Regions from separate parts of the Sus scrofa genome. Here region 2 is linked to region 1. A link is a contact called in public Hi-C data. All regions are on one chromosome and are shown on one strand. The core of a region is the stretch at or near the end of the contact, and the rest is flanking DNA. Distances in the headings are between cores, read along the strand shown.

Evidence for each region. Hi-C and Micro-C count contacts between places; a contact is called where the count stands out from the background.
Region 2: a contact with region 1 is called in a Hi-C map of fetal heart ventricle, with 2.4 times the contacts expected there. The contact joins two enhancer-like sites.

The regions. Positions count from the first base shown.
Region 1 is chr4:31,744,752-31,752,306 of Sscrofa11.1, reverse strand. The region is part of intron 4 of ZFPM2 (zinc finger protein, FOG family member 2); the gene reads left to right. Among named protein-coding and RNA genes, the nearest start is that of ZFPM2, 250 kb to the left of the region's middle. Within about 2 kb of position 3,871, at least 9 of the 83 cell types and tissues checked have an H3K27ac peak or open chromatin away from gene starts, as enhancers often do.
Region 2 is chr4:32,447,070-32,453,867 of Sscrofa11.1, reverse strand. The region is part of intron 2 of LOC110260243 (a long non-coding RNA gene); the gene reads left to right. Among named protein-coding and RNA genes, the nearest start is that of LRP12, 250 kb to the left of the region's middle. Within about 2 kb of position 4,512, at least 3 of the 83 cell types and tissues checked have an H3K27ac peak or open chromatin away from gene starts, as enhancers often do.

The sequences.
Region 1 (7,555 bases), core at 2,622-5,121:
TCTGTTGACCCCAGTCAGTCTTTGGGAATCAAAGCAAATTACATCACTAGATGTTCCTATATTTCCAGTTGTATCTGTCATCTTCTTGACTGCCTAACCAAAGCGATTCAAAGATGAATAAAATTTAAAGTTTTTTCTAATGGTCTTGGTGTGCAAATATACATGGGCTTCTTCACTTTTCGAGTCTTTATTTCTCTTTGTCTTATTAATTGCCTCTCACAGAGCAACAGAGCTATCTTAAAGGCACTTTGAAATCCCTGGATGAAAACAGTCAAAGCCATAGAAAATATCAGCATTTTTATATCAGTTAATAGGCCATGGAAACTATGAAAAGAATAACCAGAAAGACAAATGAATGGCCAAGAGGTAAAACAATTATTTAAAAGAGAAATAATGGGTAATAGTAACCAAGGTTCTGAGAGCAGGAATAAAACATGTATCAGGAGGAGATGGAACTTCAAGGAAAGTGGTTCATTTCGACTTAATTAGAGGAGTGTGAACACGGACACCACCAGACCCTATCAGATAGCTTTGGTACTCTTCATATGAATTAGCCAAAGCATTTGGAATAATCATAGAAAATGGCTTGGTCTGTGTTTTGTGGAAGACTATGCAATGGAGAAATACATTTTTGAGAAACTTCTCAGAACGTAATCTGCTCAGATATTTTTTAAAAAGAGCAAGTAAAAAATAAAATCCTGAGAAACGAGAATCATACAGTTAACAGCAATTGGCTGCTGTGCCCTAACCTTCAACTCTGAAAGTATGATGAACTAATGCGGTTGATCTGTTAGTTGAAACAAATGTTCAAAAATGTTGGAACGGAAGCCTCTGAGACATGAGGGAGTGAATTGGTTCTCTGGCCAGCCAAAAAGTCCACTGATCTTAGAGGATGGGCAATTCATTTGAAAATACAGGAATAAATAAATGATTTTCTATAAAAGCGAAAGAGATGGCGTTAAGACAAACATAATCACTACTAGGTATTTATAACAACATTTCTCTTTTTTACTTAGAAAGGGCTATATAGATGTATGTATGGAGATTAATTACAAACTATCTTTAAAACTTTAATTAAAGAATAAAGTAACTTAGATACAAAATTTCTTCAAACCTATGAAGAAATACATCCCTATAGAATTGTTTTTCATTCAGGTAGACTCTTTAAATAGTTTTAGGATAAAGATGATAATTTCTTCAATTGTTTACATGAGTTCCAAATTAAAGCCACTCTTTTCTTTAAAAAAGGTTAAGGATAGATAAAACGTTTTACACATTAAGATTTTTATTTTCTTAAAATTTTTCATGAGAGAGCAGTTAAAGAATTGCTAGCATATATTTGGAAACATAACTGCCTTGGAATGGAAAAAATGTCTTTTGTTTTATCCTGATACTAACAAAGAGTTTGGAGGAGAATTATAAACTCTTTCCTGAACTCTTTTAGGGGACGCTTCTTGTCTTATGAATAATCAGCTAATCTTAGAAAACTTCCTTGAGGAGTTCCCGTCGTGGCGCAGTGTTAACGAACCCAGCTAGGAACCATGAGGTTGTGGGTTCGATCCCTGGCCTCGTTCAGTTGGTTAAGGATCTGGCGTTGCTGTGAGCTGTGGTGTAGGTCACAGATGCAGCTTGGATCCCGCATTGCTGTGGCTGTGGTGTAAGCTGGCGGCTACAGGTCTGATTGGACCCCTATCTTGGGAACCTCCGTATGTGGTGGGTGAGTTCCTAGAAAAGATTAAAAAAAAAAAGAAAAAGAAAAAGAAAGAAAACTTCCTTGAAAAAAAAAATCCCTAGAAACTCTTAACCAAATATATTTGTAAATTAAACTTAAGTCATTTTGGGATTAGAGAGCTGAGGCTTTACTTTTTGGGTGTTTTTTACTTGTTGTTTCTCATTTGTGGGATTCCCTGGTAACATTTGGCTTTGCCTCTAGCATGGCTTGGTTCTGTAGGAAAAATCTTTATGGAACCCCAGCCAAAATCCATTTCAGTTTCATTTCCATTTTGAGTACTAGAGCTTACAATGTTGTAACGGGTGTCCAGCATAGGCAACACTTTCTCTCTCTGCACTAAAAAACCCGCTGCAGATAATAGTTTAAAATAGTGATGGAGGGGAATGAACCCCCACCCCCGCCAATGAATTAAAGCAGAATGACAAGGGCAAAATTAAATATTGTACTTGTGTTAGACAGTGACTCTAACAATAAAGAGTATGTCTGAGCATACATACACCTGCACATGTACATATATGTATAAATATGATAATACAAATTATTCATATGTACGGACAAATATACCTTTCTTTCATAACCATAGCTAAATTTGCTAATTGTGAAAATGGAACTTCTAGTATCACCATGCCCCCTAGCTCCGTGTTAAAGTACTGTTCAGTTTTGAATAATGGGATGGTTATTGTGTGTCTCCTTAAAGCATTAGGATCTCTTAATAAACTCTCACTAACACTATATAGCATTTCAGATCAAATATAGGCTCATAGGATGCATCATACTGTGGACACAAAATAAGTGATAATTAATACAGAACATAAAACAGTGCCTTAAAGCAGCCAGTTCATTTTCCTCTTTAGCTACACCAGCAAGTGGGCTGGGTTCTATAAACAAGAGGGGGGTGTTATGCTTTGAATTGCCAAAATTTGAAAGCAGAGAAATGCCTCAAGTAATCAAAAACCGTGAAGTTGGCAGAACAGTAATATCTCTAATCTGATGAAAAAAATTTTAGTCTAAATTTTGTAAACTTGTGTGAGTTGCTTAACAAACAAGCTTTGAAAACCTAATTCAGTGAACAAATTAAGAGGGGGGATTGCCTCTTGGCAACCCAGGTTGAAAATAAAAACTGTGGGAGAGGACAGGAAACAAAAATAGAAGGGCAGAGTTTACAGTTAATAACAGTTTTGAGGTTTGCAGGAATGTGGAATGATTTTTTGGTTTTGTTCTATGAGGAACTAAGCCTGAAGAGACTAAAGTATTCATTGGGCTTTTAAAATTTCTGTGACTATATGTCTGCATAAACGCCTTGCCCTAAGAACTCCAGTCTTTCTCCTGTGTAGTCAGGGGGATACAATATGTTGGATAGAGAAAGAAATCTGTAAAACTCACCTGCCCAAAATAAGGGAATTATATTTTCGATTGTTAGACCGCAGACCTCTGGAAGACTTTTCAGCTTCGAGTGGTCTGTTGGCAGTGTAGTTTCAATAGAGACTCCAGGGAAGTGCCAAGTCTAACTTCACTTTCCCCCCTTTCTTGTTTAATCCCCGTGCTGCTCTGTGATTTTTTTCTTTTTTTTTTTCATGGCTGGCTAAAGTTGTGTCAACGGGACACTTGTACCACAAAGCCTGAAATGTTAAAGAAAGCTACAAGGAACAGCTTTGAGGCAAGGTTTCAAGCTTTGTCATCACGCTTGAAGAATTTTCTGTTTAATGTACTGTAATGCAGTATTCAATGGGGACACGTTTAATTGAGTTTTACAGAACCCAGTTGGGAGTAGAGCTGCAAGGTAGGTGATGTCTAGGTTTTTAATCTTCCACTCCGGAGAGGCTTGTTGACGGAGAGGTTCTTTCTCTTTGCAAGAAAAAAAAAGGAAGCATGAGAAATGATACATCCGTGGATAAAACCAATTGGCAACCCCCAAAGGAATGAGGGCGATAAGGCGAATCCAGCACTTGTAAGAAATAAAAGAATCCAACTGTTCATTTAAATGAGAAACAACACCCGCGATGGAGGAGGCAGGGAGGCTGGGCGCAGGAATGGGGAGGAACCCAGACTGACAAATAGAAGCAGTGATGCTGGGAGAAGGAATTCTAGCAAACAATCATCGGCTTGTTAGGGGGATTATCAGGGAGATACTTGCTGGTGTGTGTTTTTAAGGAAAATAAGAGGGAGAAGGGGGCATTTTTACATTGGGAACAATGAAAAACTGGCAGAAATGAGTCCAGAGGGAGCTGCTCTTACACAAACAGCGCTTAAAATAAATCACGATTTCTTCCTAAAGTCCTCACCTAACCCCCGCATCAACCTGGGTAAAAATAGCACCGGACCCTGTCAAAAAAACAAAATAATACCTTATATATCTGCTCCAAGGTATTAAACTTTCTTAGCACAGACAGCCCCCTTTTCTCCTTCTTTAGCAGCGAGGCAGGCAAAAGCACGAAGCAGCTGCAGCATCACAGATTGCATTTCTGTTTTGTCTCCATGACACTAGGCCTAATATGTAGCTCCATAGTTGGCTGGGGCAGAACCTTTTCCAAAAAACCGCTTTAAATATTTGTTACAAATTTTCTGGTCCCCAGCAGAGGAGGGCAACTAGATAAAGGGTTGTTCTGTACACTAATATATTGAAAGGAACGTGAGTCCTCCATCACTGGTTTTTTTCTGCTGAATCTTTTAGGACTATCCATTTTGATGCTGTCCCCAGTGGTGATGGCTGGTTTGAATGTGCCTGTGAGCCCATCCCAGTAAAAAAGAGTGTGCATGATAACACAGATCCCTTCGAATTCCTGCACTCCACCTGCAATGAGAGACAACACTCTAAGAATGTTCTGCTATCTTTCATCAGTGTTTGTGGCATGCAGATAACTAATGCATTGTTGCCTGTCAGGATCCTTGCTAATTTGGGGCTGCTGACATGGTGCTTGGTAGTCTACTCTTTGATATATTATTGCCATGATAAGCCCTGCGTTTTCATCCTTTAAAATTAATTTGCTTTACTCAACAAATATCTCCAGTGCTAGGTCCTGGGAATAATGTGGAGAATCATTTCAACACTGTCCTTGTCCTCATAGAGTTTACAGTCTAGTGGGGAAAATATAACAATCACGCCAACAAATAGAACATTGGAGATGATTAGGATTGGGATGTCGATAGTAAAAACATGAAAATAAGTTTTGTTTCATTCCTAAAGTTGATCTGAGACCCCTGAGGTCATCTTATATAGATCACTTTGCTTGTTACACATAGTCACTCGACAAACATTTGTTATGCACCTACCATGTGTCAGGCATTGTTCTAGGTGCTAGCTACAGAAGGGTGATCAAAACATGCAAACTTCTGTTCTCATAGGGCGTAGGGTCCAGCATATTCTCATTTAATTTTTATTTCAATCTTATAAAGTGATCATTATTGTGATGATTTCATCCAACATTGATAAAACATCTCGAACTTCATTTTTGCTTTTGTTATCTAATCCAACATGTGCATCATTCATGTGAAGTAGATAGTAGTTTATTTTACAGAAGAAAACTTGGAGACACAGGAAAAAAAAAATAGCTATAATATAAGCCTCCTAATTTTTTTTTCTTTTTTTAATTGAAGTATAGTTAACGTATAACATTATGTAAATTTTGGGTGTGCAACATTGTGGTTCACAATTTTCAAATATCATATTCTATTTATAGTTACTACAAAATATTGACTGTACTCCCTGTGCTGTGCTATATATCCTTGTAGCTTATTTGTTTTATATGTAGTAGTTTATACCTCATAGTCCCCTACCCTTATATTGCCCCTTCCTCCTTTCTTCTCCCCACTAGCAACCAGTGGAATGTTTTTTATATAAGCATCCTAATTTAATCCAATATAATTTTGACTTATTACTATGGTCTTTGTCTCTGTGATTTGTAAATTTTTTTATTATAGTTGATTTAGTGTTTTTTCAATTTCTGCTGTATAGCAAAGTGACCCAGTTTTATACACACACACACGCGCACACACACACACACATACACACACGCACACACGTTCTTTTTCTCATATTATCTTCTGTCATGTTCTGTCACAAGTGATTGGATATAGTTTCCTGTGCTACACAGTAGGACCTCATTGCTTATCCATTCTAAATGTAATTGCCTGCCTCTACTAAGCCCAAATTCCCCCTCCATCCCACTCCCTCTCCTCCCCCTTGACAACCACAAGTCTGCTCTCCATGTTTGTGAATCTGTTTCTGTTTTGTAGATAGGTTCATTTGTGCCATATTTTAGGTTCCACATATAAATGATATATATGGTACTTGTCTTTCTCTTTTTAACTTATTTCACTTCATATGAGAATCTCTTGTTGCATCCAAGTTGCTGTAAATGGCATTATTTTGTTCTTTTTATGGCTGAGTAGTATTCCATTGTGTATATGTACCACATCTTCTTAATCCATTCACCTGTTGATGGAAATTTAGGTTGTTTTCATGTCTTGGCTATTGTGAATAGTGCTGCAATGAACATAGGGGTACATGTATCTTTCTGAATGAAAGTTTTGTCTGTATATGTGCCCAGGAGTGAGATTGCTGGATCATATGGTAACTCTGTATTTAGTTTTCTGAGGAACCTCCATACTGTTTTCCCTAATGGTTGCACCAATTTACATTCCTCCCAACAGTGTGGGAAGGTTCCCTTTTCTCTAGCATTTGTTATTTGTTGACTTTAATGACCAGTCAAGGTGGTACTTCACTATAGTTTTGATTTGCATTTCTCTGATAGTTGTTACTGTGATTTTTTTTTTTTTTCATTTTCACAGAAGTCTAGAACAGTGTTTTGATTTTTGGGGGAGATGAAAGTAATTATCAGAATTTGGAGGTCAGCTTGTCAAAATAAATACCTTCAGTTGAAATGACTAATATGGGCTTCACCTAGGAGGGATTCTCATTGAAAATCAGTGCAGGAGCTAGTGTTGCTAAGAAGAAGGGGTCTTGGTGGCTATATGCTTTATGTAAGACAGCACAAACTCTGAGGACCATGGTTCTAGAAACTACATAATCCTAATCTAATGCCAGGTCTCAACGACTTGAGCCTACAGGGCACAAAGCAAAGTGCTAGAAATTTATAGAATAATATAAGGCAAAAAAATCTCCTTAATGAAATAAATTATTTAGATAAAGTTGCTTATTACATGAGTACAAAAATGGTAGTGGTTGGAGTTATGTTTATTTTAAAATGCTGCTGTCATAGTTTGATTATTTTTCACCTCTCACTGAAATAGCCTTCAGTTTTGATTAATTCATCATTTTAGATATGAAGCAACGGCATAATTGCAGCCTCTCTCTGTGGAAATTTAAAAGATTCCTCTATTTTTGTGAAGGACCAAGAGCAACCCTTAAATGAGACAACCCATTAAAGTTCTGCAGAATGCTCATTTTAGGGTCTGCTTTTTGCTTCTGGCATAGTATTTAAATATATGGACTGCCTGAAACCCAAACAACCTAGGTCCAAATCTTGACTCTGCTACCTATTAGCTGAGAAGACTAAAGCAAGTTACTTAATTCTCTGACTTCGGTTTTTGTTTTTTGGGTTTTTTTTTTTTTGGTAAATATTTTTTCTTTTTATTATTATTATTTTTTTTAATAGTTATTTTCCCAATACATTTTTTCTACTGTACAGATGATGACCCAGTTACACATACATGTACACATTCTATTTTCGCACATTATCATGCTCCATCATAAGTGACTAGACATAGTTCCCAGTGCTACACAGCAGGATCTCATTGCTGACACTCTGACTTAGTTTTCTCAATATAGAATAGTGGGTGGGGGACTACCTTATAAGGTAATTT
Region 2 (6,798 bases), core at 3,263-5,762, 700 kb before region 1:
CTATTCTACTTTGTGTCTCTATGAATTTGACTGTTCTAAGTACTTCGTATAATAGTGTCATACAGTAATTGTTTCTTGTGTGTGTGACCGGCTTATTTTACTTACCTAATGTCCTCGATGTTTCATCCACGCTATAACATCTGTCAGAATTTCCTCCCCCCCACCCCTTTTTTTAAAATGGCTACACCGAAGGCATGTGAATGTTTTTGGGCCAGGAATTAAATCTGAGCCTCAGCTGTGACCTATGTCACAGTTGCAGCAACTCCAGATGCTTTAACCCACTGTGCTGGGCCAGGGATTGAACCCATGCCTCTGCAGTGACCCAATCCACTGCAGTAAGATTCTTACTCCACTGTGCCACAGTGGGAACTCTAGTATCCTTCCTTTTTAAAGCTGAATATTATCCCATTGTGTGTGTATATCACCATTTTGCTTATTTACTCATCCATCAACGGACACTTGGGTTGCTTCCACATTTTAACCATTGTGAATAATGCTGCTACAAATGGTATATAAATATCTCTTTGAAACCTTATTTTCACTTTTTTTTTTTAGGGCCATACTTGCAGAATATGGAAGTTCCAAGGCTAGAGTCAAATCAGAGCTGCAGCTGCTGGCCTATGCTATAGTCATAGCAACATGGGATCCAAGCCACATCTGCGACCTACACTGCAGCTCACAGCACCACCAGATCCACTGAGCAGGGCCAGGGATTGAACCTGCATCCTTATGGATACTAGTTGGGTTTGTTTCCCCTTACTTTCAATTCTTTTGAGTATACATCTAATTGCTGGATCATATGATAATTCTATTTTAATTTTTTTGAGAAAATACTGTTTTCCACAACAGCCGTGCCATTTTATATTCCCATCAACAATGTACAAGGGTTCCAGTTGATTCATATCCTTGCCAACACTTGTTATTTTCTAATTTTTTTAAAAAAATAGCAGTCATTCTAATGGGTGTACAGTGGTAGCTCCTTGTGGATTTGATTTGCATTTCTCTAATGATTAATAACACTAAGGATTCTGTTTGATTTGCTTATTGGCTATTTGAATATCTTCATTGGAGAAACATCTATTTACCTGTAGGAGCCTACATTTTAAAAAGTTGATCAATCTTTTTTTTACTTTTTTCAGGTTTTCCAGGATTTAACTTCTCTTCAATAAACAGCTAATTTTTGCCTCTTCTATGGAGCTATCTCTTATTCCCCTAGGTAAAATTAGCTGCTTTCTCTTCTGTTTTTCATCTGTATCTTGTATAGCCTCTTAAAACATTTATTCTAGTACCTTGTAATCATCCTATCAACAAATGTGTTTCCTCTTCTCTACACATGAGGTCAGCAACCATGTTTTATTAATCTTTGCACATATATTATTTATTACTGTATCTGGCACATGATAGGTACTTAGTGAATGTCTATTGATGAGTAAGTCAGTATATTCATTGTCTACTTTTAAGATAAAAATGTTTATTTTTATAGACAACTGAATATTTCTACCATGGCTTCTTAGGAAATTGATAAATTTAATTGATGTCTATTAAGCCACCCTGCTTTATTGCTTGATCTTCACTACTAAAAATAATTGGTAATTCTCAATTCTGATAGAAGATTAAGATTATCTAAATTCCTGGGTTTAACCTCAGAGATGCTAGGTGAGGTCTAGGTACTGTATTTTTAATAGTTCCTCAGATAATTCAAATGTGTGGCCAGGGCTGAGAACCATGAAAAATCACCGAAAACTGTGACTGCCAAGTCTATTGCTCCCTTCTGGCTTTCTGGGGCTGAGTCCACTAGTGTCACATTGTAGGTAACAGCTAACACATTCATGAAAATTCATCTGTAGATCTACTCACTTCCTAAATTTTCTTGCCTGTATTGAAATAATCCGACATCTCCCCTCTGTCCCTCACATCTCTTATAATCAATCATATGACAATCTACTTAGTAGTCCACCAGTCATGAAGCTGTTTCTATTTTATTTTAGTTTGAGAGACAGAGTGCAGGTATTATTAATCCAGGCATTTTGAATCCATGGATTCAGGTAAGAAGCATGACATATCTCTAAGTCTGAGCTATTTCCATGTGAAATGTTATCACAGTTGGCAGAGCAACATTGGTAACCTCTTTGCATGAGTAGATGTGGATTTTATAATTACTTATGACTCTGCCTCTTTTATTGTCTCTGGCTCTAGCCTTGGCATTCTTTTAATGTGCATTTCTGTACAAATTAGAAAAGCAAGAGTTAAGATGTAGAACTTAGGTGTCTGGCCACAGATGTTCAGAGCAATTCAGCGTGTCAAACTGAGGTCAAATGAATAGGGAATGTCATTACTAAATGGTAACATTTTTCTGAGAGCTTTAAAGAAATTCAAGTCCTTTTTGAATCTACATTAAAAAAATTTTTTTTTCAGGGTGATAGGTTGCACTTCTAGTTCTTGTGAGAAATTTGTACATTAAAATGATTTCAAATTTAACTATTCTAGAAATCAACTTTCTAAATAGCATGTCAGGCAGCACCAGCAGAAGACATACAGTTTTATTTGAGATATAGATTTTTTTTAAGCTCAATGAGATACAATTTGTTTATTTATAAAGCTGATGTGACTTATGCCTGTATATCTTTGGGACATATTAACAGAGCCACTGGGGATTAGATCGTGTTTCCAAATTCCATGATCCGAATTCTAGGTATCTTCTTATAGCTCATTAAGTTTAAAATTTTACAATATTCAGAAGTTTAGGACAAACTTTATACCAGTTTGGAAGCTAACAAAATGAACTATATACCTGCATACCCCTGCTGTGTATTATGATAATATACTTTGATAAACAGGGGAGTTGTATATAAAAATTATGCGTATTTAATGCAAATGATAGAGCATTTATGGTTCAGAATTTGCAAAAACGGATCAAGGACAAGCCGAGTTATTAACATTTTAGTGCACGCCATCCCTGTCATGCGTATAAGGTACCACATCACATAGTGAACAAGATAAAAGTGTGGATTTGTACCTCTTAACTATCTCTAGAATAGAGGTAAGCAGAAATACAGCTAAATAGATAGTGGATTGGCTTAGCACACACTCTTGGTACCTCACATGTATCTTCAGACCTTTACATTTCCGGCACTCATGCTGATTTCCAGTTGTTTGCATCTCTAGCTTTTTGTCTAAAGACTTTTTCTGAAGCAATGGAAGTATGCTCAGCTCATTTGTGAAGCAGGATGGAGGGACAAGGGAATTTTCTCTTTGTAGACACAGCCCTCAACCAGTGATGGATGGGAATTGATGGTTAAATACTTCAGGTCCCTTTTCCACAAGTGGGAGAACTCTGAAGTATGCATTCTATTCCATCTCCCAGTTGGGGCAACTCACTGGATTTAACACACCAATAAACACCCTTTATTGTCTTATTGCTTTATTGGCACTCTTTCCATCTATGTTACATCCTGACTCCTGTACCAGCATTTGCTGCACTTCCCAAACTTGCAAACAAATCCTTGTCTTAAGGTCCACTTTTGGGATAACTCAAACTATGAATATTGACAATGGTATGTGCTTTTTTAAACTTTTGTTTTAAAATGGAAACTTATGGGAATTGACCTAAAACATATTTACAAAGGGATATTCTAGGAACTTGGTGGCTTTGAGCAACTCACACCATCTTCCTGAGCCTCAACTTCCTTATTTAGAAGAAACAGATGAAATGATTGATCTTACTTTGAAATTCTGTTATATTAAAGCCTGAATAGGGTTTCTTTATCCCTCATCTTAGTATCGTTTCCTCAATTTATGGCTCAATGTTACATCTCTGTGTTGGTAAAGATTAGTCTTTCAGGGTCCTCCTAGCCAATGTGAGTGGGGCTTCCAAAGCATCTTCCTGCTGGATGCATTCTTTGAGTTCCTTGTTCTCACGTGTCATCAGTACAGACTCTGGGTACCATTTCTCCTACTGTTTCCCCCTCATTTGAGGTTGATAGTCATAATCTTAGCTACAGAGCCCCCTTCTCTGCAAAACCCCTCACTTTCTTCTCCTTCCCTCCCAGGTTTATTCTGTCCTGACCCAATCAGAGTCTGCCTCTCTGTGGGGGCTCCTGCAGTCGCTCCTTGAAATCAGATCAAAGTATGAGCACTTGCTCCTCAATCTTATTTCATTTGTATGGTTTGTAAAAAAGGATCGCATAGCATACTCAATAAATGTGTAGAGCATGACAGGCTGATTCTGCAGTTGAAGTTGGTGCCTTTTCAGAGGTTGAAATATTTGTGAGAACCACCAGCACAGCTTGTTTTCAGGGAAATGGAAGTAAAGAAATGTGAAGTAAGAGGGGAACGCATACACTTTAAATATTTATTTTTAAAAATGCAAACAAGATTGTTATTTTCTAAGCTTTGGCTGGTCTGGAGAGGGCTGTCTCGGGTTTCCTGAGCACCTGCAGCTCTGCAGTCTGTCCTCTTGGCAGACAGAAAGGCATTTTGATTCTGGGTATTTGTTTTCTTTTGCTTGCAGCTATTCTTAGATTTGGAATAGACACGTGAATAGATAGTGTACTATGGAGAGAGCCTTATGGGGGCAACACAGCATTATTGTTGCTCAGAAGGGGCTTCCTGCAAAAGGGCTGTCACTCATCATGTTTTTCAGGTGGTTTATCTCAATTTATCGAGGCTTTGACATCCAGAGCCTCAGGATCACAGTAATTCCAACAGGCATCTCACAATCCAAATGAATGAGAACAGATGTAGAGATGTATGTAAGTTCTAGGTATTTTCACTTTGGTTTCAACTGGTTGTGAGTTTGTTTTCATTTCTCTATTGATGCAGCACCCCCCATTTTTATATTATATAAATCTTAGGCCTCAAAATGGTCTATACAGTGTTGAGTAAACTTGGTGATCTTAAAACAGTGGGTGATAACTGTGTATATATTATGATATAATACTAGAAGTTGGAGGCCAAGGAAGAATCAAATTCCTCATACCACTCCCCCCCCCAAAAAAATTATCTGATTGCCAATGAGTGTAGGTGAAAAGTTTTTGATATTTGATAGTGGATAACATGACGCAGACAAGATTTTGGTATTTGGCATAGAATCTGGCTTAGATGACTTGGGAAATATAAAGACAGGGCATGTGATAGAACACTTAAATGCAGTTCAGATATGTTCTACCAGGTGTATATGGTACATATACAGAACAAGAAATAGCAGCATCCCTCCTCTGTTTGTTTTACTTCCAGGGAAAGCTGAAGAGTTTCAGCAGATTTTTTGAAACAAATAAAGAACTTACTTCCAACATTAGAACCTGACTCCTTAATGATCAACTTTGAGAAAGGAAGAATCATTGCTTTCTCTAAGATATATCTGAATACAAATATAACCATGAATGTACACATCTTTTAAAGGAATTAAATATTTTTTGTATTTTCATTTTTCATAGTAAAATCTTTAAAAATATTTGTTACTAGTTTTTTTCATGATTCATTATGTCCTTTTAAATGTCCCTATTTTATTTTTGTTATTTTTTATCTTTCATGGTGCAGTTGTCTTACAGCCAATTAGTTGTGTAGCAAAACTGCTTGTGGTGAAATTACTTGAAGCAAAGATGTTTAAGGTGAAACTACCAGACTCCATTTATGTGGACTTGATTAGGCCCATGACTAAGCACTAAAGCATTGAAACAAAACACTAGAACACAGAACCTCCTGGAGGAACCAGATAGCCAACCGTCAAAGAAAGAGAGGTCCTCAACTCCCACCCCAGGAATGAATTAGGATGACAGTGATGTTCAAATGCAACAAAACTTCCAGTGTGGGGTGGTGGACTTACTCATATCTACTAAAACATGTGATGATTTTAGGGGTTTCCAAGTTACTCTATTCACATTTGTTCTGAGTAGGCTCAGTTTTATTACTGTCTTGAACTGAAGAAGTTCCCCAGGTTAGCAGGTCATTTTTAAACTCTGTAATCTTTCTAGTTTAAATCTGGTCAAGGGATGGAGTTCCTTTCATGGCGTAGCAGAAACGAATCCAACTAGGAGCCATGAGGACTCGCGTTTGATCCCTGGCCTCGCTCAGTGGGTTAAGGATCCAGTCACAGACTTGACTCAGATCTAACATTGCTATGGCCGTGGTGTAGGCTGGCAGCTGTAGCTCTGATTAGACCCCTGGCCTTGGAACCTCCCTATGCCATGGGTGCAGCCCTAAAAAAATAAAAAGCAAAAAAAAAAAAAAAAAAAAAAAAATCTGGTCAAGGGAACTTAGTGGTGGGTAAAGCAGAAGTGGTTCAGAACTCTCAAAAGGACCTAGACTCTTTTTTGCCTACATTCCAGCAAAGCCTGGTTGGGAGGGTGGTGGTGGCAAGAAATGTCTAGAACCAGCCTATCTGTTGATAATTCTCAGCAAATAATCGTGGCTGGGCTTTGAGGCAGCTCCAGAAAGAAGTGACCTCAAAAAGGTATTTATCCTGTGTCTTGTGTTTTAATAATGACTTTTCTTCTCCAGATTTGAAGCCCATATTGGAAGTCTCTTTATTTTTTCTTTTTGGTCGTATCTTTATTCCACCTTAGTATGTCATGGACAATTATGTTCATCAGATATGCTCCCACATTCCCGAGCCCCAGGAAGGTAGGTAGGCCATCTGGATAGTCCTGGCCAGTGAGATGATGCTTGTCAGTGCTAAGCTGAGGCAGGAAAAAAGCCTATGGAAGATCCTGCAGTGTCTCTGTACTCTGTATTGGAGGATAACAATGTTCCCGATAGTGGTGCCTCCGTCAGTCTCTGTTCATGAGTAACTAGTGTGAA